Regions from separate parts of the Gossypium hirsutum genome. Here regions 2 and 3 are each linked to region 1. The links are chromatin contacts, called in public Hi-C maps. All regions are on one chromosome and are shown on one strand. Each heading gives the region's core, a stretch centred on a gene start, on an enhancer-like site or on the middle of the called end of the contact. The rest is flanking DNA. Distances are from core to core; before and after follow the strand shown.

Region 1 (3,847 bases), core at 95-2,594:
CTTTTAAATTTATTATATATATATACATATATATATTTTCTTTTAAATTTATTAATGTATAATTTGGTTCTCTTTAAAGGATTCTTGTATATTTTATTTATTTTAAATGTTTTAGTATATACATCATTTACATTTTTTCATTTTCATATATATATATATCATTAGTTAAATTAACTTGTTTATGTTATGTATTATTTGTTTTGAATTTTTTTTTCCTTACATAATATATATTTTAATAATCATTCATATATTATCAGTTTTAATATGCATACAAGTTATTTCGAATCTTTGCATGTGTTATTTCTTTGTATATATTTAATCATCTTTAAATTGTTTATATCACATTGATTCCTAATTTTTGTATTGTTTTGCATATCACTTGTTGTCATTAGCTTTCATATTGTATTCACATATTATTGTTCATGCATGTAATTATGTTTTTTTTATTTTTTGTAATTGCATTATGGTTATAATTCTCATATTCACTGAATATCGATTGTCTTTTATCTCCAAACAAACCAAACAAGTATATTTTGACTCGGTTTTTTATTTGAGTTTTCTCAAAACAAGGCAATGTTTCGCGCTTGGAAATTCGAGAGATCGTACCTTAACATGCTGAGTTTCGATTTTTCGTTTGGTCAAATAACGGAATACCCTTTTAAGATTTGGTTGCGGGTTTTGGAAATCATGACGTGATCTCAATTTTTGGAGGCTTAAAATATCGTGTCCTAACGTGCTGGATGTGGTATTTTATTCATTTGGAATGAGTGAATCTTAAAATCCAATTCGAGTTGTTCCCACATTTTTTAAGGATCATATTTTAAATATTTTTCTTCAAAATTTTCGATATTAGGACATAAATTAACCAATTAGGTACCAATTTTGAGCTTTACGATGGTGCTAATCCTTCCTAGTACGTAATCGACTCCCAAACCCGTTTTCTCAATTTTCGTAGGTCCAAAATCATTGTTTTAATAAATTAAAGTATTTTATTAAAATGATCAAGGTGATCCGATCACACCTCGGAGAAGATCGGTGGCGACTCCATACCTTATTTTAAAGTCGATCCCCTTTTTTTCAAAATAAAAATGGTTTCAACAAAATATTTTAATATTAAAATTTAATAATGAAAATAAAATATCATAATGTACATGGTTAAGGATATTTCCATCAATCGACTCGTATTTTATATATATATTGAGAAAATAAAATACAGAGTTTGTCATTATTGTATGACCAACGGATGAGTGTGAATGGCTGCTGTAACATGGTTGACTTTACACCATAACCAAAGAGGTAATATTTTAATTATTTATATAAATATATTAGTTTATAATTCCTCCATCTTGGGGACCTAAGTTCCAAACAATCTTTCATTCTTCTTCATTGTTTTTGGTATCGAAATCTCAGAGAGAGAGAGAGAGAGATGGGTAGTTTGGGTAACAGTGCAAACTCCAAAGCGGTACATGAAGCTGGCGAAGATGATTATGATCACCACAAGCACCTTTCTCCTACTCATCAGCAGCTCGATGCTGGTGCTCTCTTTGTTCTTAAATCCAAAGGTGTATTCACTATTCTATTTTAGTATTTTCTCTTTAATTTCCATCCAAGTCTTATAATTTATGATCATTGCTTTGATTTGATTTGCTTTCCAAGAAAAATCTTCCGACTTTCTTTCTTTGTTTTTTTTTCTGGCTCTCCCTTTTTCTCTCTTTCACTACTTTTTGCGTTTCTTATATCATAGACACAAACTCCAACACTTGTTCCTTCTTTTTCCTTATGGAGTTAACATTCAATCATATACCATCGATAAATTTAATGTTATCACATCAACTAAATTTTAAATTTTCTTCCTAATATGTCATTATTTTATATATTAATATATAGAAAAAGATAAATTATATCCAAATTTATTACACTATTAGTAAATTTATATTTTAGTCTTTTAACTTTAAAAAGTTATAAAATTATCATTGAATTATTTGAATTTTTTTTTTAAAATCATTGAACTATTGAACTATTAAAATCGTTGTTATATGACATTTTCTATTCGCACCACCTGCACTAAATGAAAGCTCTATTTCTTTTTCTCTTCTACAGTTCAGTCTTTTTCATAAAACAACTTTAAAAGTCACGAATTTAGGAATCAAAATCCAAATAACTTTAAAAGTTCCGATCCACCATACCTATCATCAAATTATTGCTTGAAACTCGCTAGCTGCACTATTTAAAAAAAATTAACAGCCCAATGACTTAAATAAAAATTATCAAATAATTTATTAACTTAAATAAAAATATTTAAATAGTTTAATTACTATTTTATAACTTTTAAGTGAATATAAATCCTTTATTTATATATAGTTGATAATAAATGCAGGTTTTTTGGAATATTACTCTTTTTTTATAATTAAGATTTTATTGAGATTGAAGACTTATAATTTAAAACTAAAAATTCAGCGTATTATATCATTGACCTTTAATTTATTTTATTTCTATTATTGTCTTATTTATCAGCTAGTAAAATTTAGAAATGTGTTGAAAGATGGTCAAAAAGAAAACGGGAACTCAAGCTTACGTAGCCAAGTGAAGTTTGAATTGTTTAATTAACATATTTCAATTGAAAGTATAGGATCATGGCTGCACTGTGGTTACCACTTGACCACATCAATTGTTGCACCACCGCTTCTCAGCCTCCCATTTGCATTCACCTTCCTCGGATGGGCTGCCGGAATTATAAGTTTGGTGGTCGGAGCTTTGGTCACTTTCTATTCTTACAACTTGCTATCTCTAGTCCTTGAACACCATGCTCAATTGGGTCGCCGACATCTTCGCTTCAGAGACATGGCTAATGACATCTTGGGTAACCACTCTCCTCTCCTACAAATATTTCCAAACTACTTCACTCTTTCTTTCTTTTCTTTTTTTTTTTTCTAAATGTGTGAAAAATGTATGTATATTGAAAAAGAAAAAAGATTAATATAAATAAATAAACATACTCAATACAACTTTTTTATAAAATTTGACCCTGCATTATTGATTCACAAAAACTTGTCCTTTTTACCAAATAAATAAATGAAGAAATTTAAATGCCTATGCTATGGCCAAGCTCGCCCGTACTTCGTACGCAGATCCAGTAAATGTCAGCCTTACACTTGTGAATTGCTGAATGGCTCCAAATTATTTACTATTCCTATAATTACTTTTTAACATTAATTTCTTTTTTATATAAAATTTAAAATTACTTATAGTTCCTCTTTACCCTTAATTAAAATAATAATATATTTCAATACACACAAATTTATATTCTCTGATTATTATTAACTGAATATTTATGTAATTTATATTTTTTTGGCTGAATTTTTTGTTCAAATATTTCTTTATAGCTATTATATAGGGGAAGAAAAAATATTTTGATTGAAAGATGAAAAAGTGGACAGTTTGGCATCCACCAATTTCAAGGACATTGCCATGGTGTAAAACCAATTGATGTCCTTTATTTTAATATAGGCATATTTTATTGCGGATGGACTGTTCTTTTTTAATAATTTTATCTGGTTGGTGAAATTGGTGATCTGTAATATGTAAATAGCACATATGAATATAATATTTGTTTATTTTTTATTTAGAATTATTATTTTATATATTAATGGTGTATACATCTTATTTTTATTTTATTTTTAATGTAGCTCGTAAAACTTTATTACTAATTATTTAAAGCATTGATTTTCATCGCATCATGAGATATTAATTAAGGATACTTAAAATTAAAAATTTTCACCGTTAATATATCAAATAGTTATTTTTTATTTTTAAAATTTTTTAAAATAAATATATCTATTTATCTAGA
Region 2 (3,808 bases), core at 959-3,458, 210 kb before region 1:
GAAAACCTCACGAAAGCATAGTTTCTTACTCCCACTTAATAGGTATAACCACAGCGGTCAAGCAATGCAATGCCATATTATTCTACCAAACTCGTACCACTACAATCATGCCAACAAATGCAATTAAAAGAATCATAATTTTCAATACAAATTTTCAATTCTTTGACAAAAGGATAGCAAACAATCAAATTTATGGCCTGACTCTCTTTGTTCAATCCCCAGCAGAGTCGCCAAGCTGTCGAAACCCTTTTTTTATTTGAAAACAATAGGGATCGACTTTTGAAAACAAAAATGTGGAGTCGCCACCAATCTTTTGATTTAGGTGTGATTGGGCCACCTACTAAATCATTTTGTTACAATAATTTTGGTTTACAGAAAATCAAAAATAGGTTCGGGAGTCGATTACGCATGAGGAAGGGTTAGCACCCTCATTACGCTCAAAAATTGGTACCAAATTGACTTGATGCTATCCTTATACTAGAAGGTTTTTTTTAAAAAAAATATTTTTCAAAGTATGATTCTTTTTTAAAATGTTTGAATAGTTCAAATTAGCGGCCAAAATTCTCTCGTTTCAAAGATATGCATCATCATACCCAGCACGATTGGATACGATCCTTTATACCTTTAAAAATACGATTGATTTTTGACTTTTGAAAACTCGTACACTAAAATTATAAAGGTTATCCAAATATTTAGTTCACCAAAAAAATCATACCCAGCACGATTGAGCACGATTTCCCGAATTCCCAAATATTGGATATTGCCTTATTTCAGAATTTTTTAATAATAAAGAAAATTGGAAATTCGCTCAAAACACGTTTAGTTGTTTTAAAATAGATGGAATACTTAATGCATTGTATCGAAACATTTGCCTAGGAAAGGATTAATGAACATGAACTAATATGATACAACAAGTCACAATTAATAAATCCAACAATTATGTACAACTATTCTAAGTAAAATGTAACCAAATTCTTAATCATGGATGGTGAACAATCAATACAAAAATAACATACAACAATAACTAACATGACAACATATAAAACGATCCACAAAATATGTACAAAATAAAATGGAATTAGAAGTCAATATAGTATAGGACATTTTCAAAATAATGATGAATTAATGGACACATAATATAAGTTGACAAATTTGTATAAAAACTAGGGATATATTATCATTTGAAATAAATATTGTAAAATAAAGCCTTTGAATTGAATAATATGCATAATATTTTAAGCACAAATCCATTTGAAAAATTGACAACATGCATGATAGCTTAAATAACATATAAAATATAAAATAAAAATAAAACACATGATAAAATATAATGTACATAATAAATTCATAGAACATGAATATAAATAAATTTAGAAATAATTATTTGTAAAAAAAATAGCATCAAATTAATAATGTATGAAAAAAAATTAAGCAAATATATAAATTATACATGTAACAAATTTTAGAAAATGTAATCATATACACAAAAAGATAAAAAATTATATTTACAAAAATACATAAATTTAGTGGTGTATATTTATAAAACTATATTATAAAGGGAATTTTAAAACAAATAATATATAACATAATTTTACATGTAACAAATTGGTTTGAATTGATGGCACATATAAATAATACATATATAAGGATAATAAAATATGAGAGTGTATACAATAAATAAATGGTATGACTTAAAATTATAGTTCTTAAAAGAAACGCATTATACGCATGCATAATTTTAAAGAGAAAAAAAATATACATACAAGAAATATTAATATGAAATCAATAATGTAGACTATAGTAAAATAATTTAATATGGGTTACGTATAATAGTAATTAAGGAAAAAAAACACAAAATATGTAGGATTTTCCTTTAAACAACATAGATATATAATAAGATATAGGAATAAATTTAAAATAAATTATGTGTATAAAATAATATAAGATTAATAATATACATGGAATAATTATATATATAATAATGCATAAAAACATTCATATAAAATATTATACACAGTGTAAAAATGATATGATAAAATAAATTTATAGTACTGACTTTAAAACAAAACACAATCATCAAAGGAGCTCCAAATATAAAAAAAAAAGAACCTAAAAGGAAAATTGAATGTGAAACGAATTTAAAAAAATAATAAAAAAACCAATTGAAATAAAATTATAAAATAAAGGGATAATTTATAAATAAAACAAACTACTACTATAAAAATAAGGACCCCCATGCAATGCGTGCAAACGTATATGGGTTAAAGCTGGAAATATTCCAGATCTCCAAAAACATTCAGCTGAAGCATGGATCCAATTGCAAATGCACTCAAATTACCAAGCCAAATTAAAAAAGAAATAAGCAAATAGCTTGCAATTGAATAGTAGCGCGAAAAAAGAAGGATCAATTGCGAATTATCCCTCTCCACGAAAATACGCGGATCCCAGGGGTAACGGAATCGGATCGGGTCGGGCAAGCTTAAACGGCGTCATTTCAAGGCTACAAATCCATGCTTAAACGTCGTCGTCTCACGGTGCCAATTAAAAGCAAAAAAGAAAAAAAAACAGCTTCTAAGAGCTTATTTCAGCAGAGCAGATTGAAAAGGGGGGAAAAAACCCTAAGTGTTTGCTCATATTCGGCTGCCGCTTTTAACATTACAATTGATGGATGGCGCCGTTTGATTCCCCTTTTAACACCAACGCCGATCTTCCCTTAAAAACAACAACCGACAAATGTGGCCTTTTGATGATAATTTTCGGCCTTAAGACCTCTTTTTCCACTTCAAGTCTGACGAAGCAAAGAGAGATCAATGGCCGATCCATAAGGTGAGATTTCTTCTCTCTTTCTTTCTATTATTTTTTTAATACAATAATGAAAGATAAAAATGAAGTCATTTAGCCGAAATTTAAAAGCAACTATTAAACAGAAAATCACCTCTAAAAAAATGCTTGTGAAATGCTCTATTTTTTTATATCTGGTGTGCGTAGTATATTCGTAATCCCTTTTGCAGGTACAATCATTGGTTTTATAGCCAAATTTACAGAGTAAAATAAATAATAAATAAAAATACATTTTTATTGCTGTCATTTGTTGTATTTTGTTAGCTGGCCTCTTCTCGTGTATTCTAACGCAGGGATGGCCGTACGGAGGAGAAAGGAGACGCGCAAAGGAGGCCATGCGAGGAGCCTCTCATGGGAGCCCAACTCTCTGGCATTCCAGAAGCTTCTGGTGCTCTCGACTGCTGTGTTTCGTTTTGGGTGTATTAGGCCTCGGGTTTGGGCTGTTCGAACTAAGGATTGGGTTAAGTCTATATTAAAGGATTTTGGGTTTAAGTTATTTTTGGCCCTAATATTTGTAACCGGACATTGGATTTCTGAATTTGGATTCTTTATTTGTGTGTGTTCAATTTACTTGGACTTATTTGTTTGGCTTATTTTAATACTTTAAAAGGGCCCGGGCAAAATTGGTTGACTACAAAGATGATAGTTTTTTTTTAATTTGTTTATTTAGTAATTTTATAGAGCTTGAGAGAAGGAAATATGATGGCTATTTCTGGAAATGGCTTTGACTATTATTTTAGCTTTTATTTTTATAGAGTTTTCCTATAGCTTTATTTAAGGTAGTGTTCATAATGTATTTAGATAGTATTTAAAAAGTCACTTAATAATTGGATCTGTTTGTAATTACTTGTAATTACATAATAGTGGTATGTTTTGTTAACCATTGTGACCGGTGTATCTCACTAAATTAGGCGTATCTAATTATACTTTTCAATTCTTAAGTGACAGGGTAAGAATTGGAGTAATT
Region 3 (3,790 bases), core at 57-2,556, 240 kb before region 1:
TTTTTTATATTGATACTTAAATTTCTATTTATATGATACTAAATTTTACTTCAGTCGATCGTTTCAGCCTATTTAAGTTAACATCGTTAAAAAAACCGTTCAACATGTGGAGCCAACCGAAGTATGGGCCATGTCATTTTTATATACATCATCATCATCCATATGGAATAAATATATTATTTATTAAACTTAAGTTAAATTAATTTATTTTTTTTATTCTCTCTTGACCCCTCTTCTTCTTCAATCCAAAAGCCATTTTCATGTTCCCTTCTTCATTTCCAGCAAACCATTTAGTCTAATGCAAATGCAGAATTGATATCATTTTTCATGGAAAATACGTTTAAATCTACTGTGCAAATTGAGGTTTTAAAAAACCCATCAAAATTCGATCAACCAAATGAAAGCTTGGATTTGCCAAAAAAAAAAAATAAAAGAAAGATAGGGTTTGGCTGAATCAAGGATTTGGGGTTTTTTTGTTTTCTGAAGTGGGGACTTTTTAGAGAAATAATAAAAAATAATTTAAGGTTTTCATATTAAATAAACATGACATGGAAAATATTATTTATCAAATTATTATGACCTCAAAATATTATGATTGGGTTTCAATTTTTTTATTTAACACCATTTGAGTTTTGGACTTAAAAGTATAATAAAAGTTTAGGTATTTATATGGAAAAAAGTTCAATGGGAAAATGAGTATAGTTTAAGGGATTAATAATAAATAAAGCCTAAAACAAAACTAAGAACGTCAACATTTTTAAAGAGTAAAAACAAAACTACAAGTTAGATTGGTCCACATGGTAGTCACGTGGGCTCAACACTAAACCAATATTCTTCTAGTGGGTTAAATCCATTATAAGTACCAAAAATATAGTTTACATTCTAATTTGGTCTTTAAATTTTAAAATATTTTAATTGAGACTTAAAGTATCAATATTGTAAAATATATTTTACAAATGTGGATTAAATTGTAAAAATGGGTGCACCTATCATATAAACAACTTGGATCTGACGTGTTAAAAAAAGAAATAATTCTAAATTTTATCAAAACTATTTGTTTTTTTTATAAAAAAAACGTGATATCCAAGTTTTTCATATGCAAGGTGCCCAATTTTTTTTAAATATACCCAAAAGAATGGCATGATTAATGCAATATTAATAATTTGAGGACTCAATTAAAGCATTTTGAAACTTAGGGACGAATATAGAATCTGGTGGATAGTTTGGGGGGATTGATGAAGTTTGACCCTATCTTTCCGTAGGTGTTATAAATTTAGTGGACGATAGAACTTTTACTTTTAGGCTTAAGGTTAAGGAGGCTCAATACTTCACCAGCGCACTTTAACACGAAGCCCGCTACCCAACAAGCAAAGCCACAGAAATGTGATATCCGCGGGCAATTACCAGTCAGAGCGGTAGAGTAATGAGCAATGCGCGTAAAATGAAATTATCTATTTCCCATCAACCGGGTATAGCCAGTAACCCAAGAGAATAGTAGATTGAGTGCGATTCAATGATTCTGGCTCGTTCTTCGCTTTCCTTCCCATATAAAGTGCCTGCGAGGGTTGGGTACTAGAGGCAGTCAGTTTCCCATCCTTTCTTTCATAGCTTCTCTACTTTGCCTTTTGGTTCTCTGTTTATTTACAGCTATACCATTCAGCTAATGATAGCTTACTGTGATCGGAAACTCGAGAGCCGTCGCTCTGTCCCCGCTCTCGGTTTCCCTCGGTTTAGGTTTTTCCGCCACCGGCGATTGTGGTAATCATTGTCTCACTCTCCAACCTAAAAAAGCAGCGAAGAGAAGTTTTATTTATTTATTTATTTATTTAAGATTTGAATCACTGTATAATATACCACGGTCGATCATTTCAATCCGATGAGGAATTCAAAAAATAACCGTAAGGAACCGGAGAAGAGCCGGAGGGTAAGGTTATCTGAAAGGGCGTCGTCGTTTCACGGGAGAATCCAGACGATGGAACCGGTGGAGCTGAGGCGGCCGAAGACGCTTCCCGACCTGCTTCCAGAGAGGTCTACTTCACTCTCATCCGATGCGAGGCCGCCGAAGTTGACGAAGCTGCTATTGAACGTGACGATTCAAGGGAGCCTCGGAGCCGTGCAAGTGGTGATGTCACCGGAAAAAACTGTCGGTGACTTAATAACGGTCTCCGTCAGGCAGTACTCGAAGGAAGGTCGGCGACCGATGCTGCCGCCAACGGACGCCGCGCTATTCGATCTCCATTATTCTCAATTCAGCTTAGAAAGTAAGAAAAAAGAAAAACTACCCCCGAAAATTTATTAGCCGTTAGATCAGGTTTCTATATTTTTGGGGAAACGTACGGCTGTAATTGATTGCCAATATTTTTGGGTTTGTGTGATAGCAGGTTTGGGAAGGGAAGAGAAGCTGATCGCGTTGGGATCAAGAAATTTCTTCTTGTGCACAAAAACGGCGGCATCAAAGGACGGCCAGAATAAAACGGCGTCGTGCTCAAATGAAGCGGAAAGTGTTACAAAAAGCTCGAAACCTTGGTTCAAATTCATGGATTTCTTGTTTTAGAAGCATTTTTTATGGGTATTGTATTTTGTAAAAAAAATTAATAATTTTTTTAAAAAAATTAGATTATGGAACATGCAAATTTATGAAAAATTGCATGTAGGGTATTTTAGAATGGTTAGGGAAGGAAAGAGAGAGTGTTTAATTAATCATAATCTCTCTTTTGTTTAATTATTTGCTAAAAATGTATAAAGTTTTTTGGCTTAATTTATAAAAGTTGGAATATTTCTTAATTTGTTAATCTCAGTCGTTTTATCATGTTGGCTTAAATTGAGAAAAAGAAACATTGGGATGATCTCAATTCTAATGAAGACACCAAAAAAAAAAATGATGGTAAGTAAAATATCTGGATTATTTCTTCTCATTTCCAAACACAAGAGTATAAATCTAAGAAAAGACATTTTATTTCAAGGTAAATAGTAAATTATACCTCCAAAATTGATATTAACATATATAGTAACATAATTGAAATTATTTCTTTAATCTGTAGGATATAATTGATAAATTTTTAAAAAGATAATTAAAATAACTTTAAACACAATTTTGTAATGAAAATTTTTGGAATATGAAGCAACCGAATATATTGATTTTTTGAAGAAAGAGAAGGAACACCATTTATGAAGGCTTACCAGGATAAAGCGAAAGCAGTGATTGGCTCTGAAAATGGATGCTTGGATATTCCTTTGAAGCTAAGGGTTGAGACTTTGTGTCGCATTCGCAATTCGAAGTAACTTGCAGACAAAATTCCAAGTTCCAACTAGCTTGTTGAGTATCGAGGATTATTCTTATATTAGAGCAAAATTAATTTTATTTTATATGTTTTTCTGATTTAGATTTGATTAATTAATTTTTAACAGTTATAATAATTAAATTTTACAAGGACAATTGTGGTAGTTTATACCATGAGTGGTGGGACAGCTATTAGGAGTAAAGGTTTAGAGGTGGTGTTTGAGTAGAGCCAAGGTTATATAGTTGATCTTCTGTGTCTCCCTATCTTGGTATTGGATGATGGTATTGTAAAGGGAGGAAGGCTTAGCTTAGGTCTCAACTATCGAATGCTTTACTCCATAGATGCAAGTGATAAAGTGGCAAGTCGTTAAGTAACATTGTTGGAGTTAATATGAGGTGACTAGATAGAGTATAGTTAGGTTTAGAGAGGTGATGGATTGATGGATGTTAGTAAGAGTTCTTTCCCATATATCGCTTGGGTGATTACAGGAGCCCACTTTATATGATTTG

What was found. Hi-C and Micro-C count contacts between places; a contact is called where the count stands out from the background.
Region 2: a Hi-C map of leaf shows a contact between it and region 1, with 2.3 times the contacts expected there. The contact joins the promoter of LOC107912783 here to the promoter of LOC121206120 in region 1. A contact is called at or near these places in 2 of 34 Hi-C or Micro-C datasets (both in leaf).
Region 3: a contact with region 1 is called in a Hi-C map of leaf, with 4 times the contacts expected there. The contact joins the promoter of LOC107912784 here to the promoter of LOC121206120 in region 1. A contact is called at or near these places in 3 of 34 Hi-C or Micro-C datasets (callus and leaf).

Annotation. Positions count from the first base shown.
Region 1 is chrA09:64,466,876-64,470,722 of Gossypium_hirsutum_v2.1, reverse strand. LOC121206120 (GABA transporter 1) reads left to right here and starts at 1,344. Exons shown (of 6, transcript XM_041076425.1): 1 at 1,344-1,562; 2 at 2,630-2,860. The coding sequence starts at 1,427.
Region 2 is chrA09:64,676,631-64,680,438 of Gossypium_hirsutum_v2.1, reverse strand. LOC107912783 reads left to right here and starts at 2,208. Exons shown (of 2, transcript XM_016841108.2): 1 at 2,208-2,826; 2 at 3,106-3,556. The coding sequence starts at 2,669. The coding sequence ends at 3,448.
Region 3 is chrA09:64,710,364-64,714,153 of Gossypium_hirsutum_v2.1, reverse strand. LOC107912784 reads left to right here and starts at 1,306. Exons shown (of 2, transcript XM_016841111.2): 1 at 1,306-2,261; 2 at 2,382-2,784. The coding sequence starts at 1,877. The coding sequence ends at 2,554.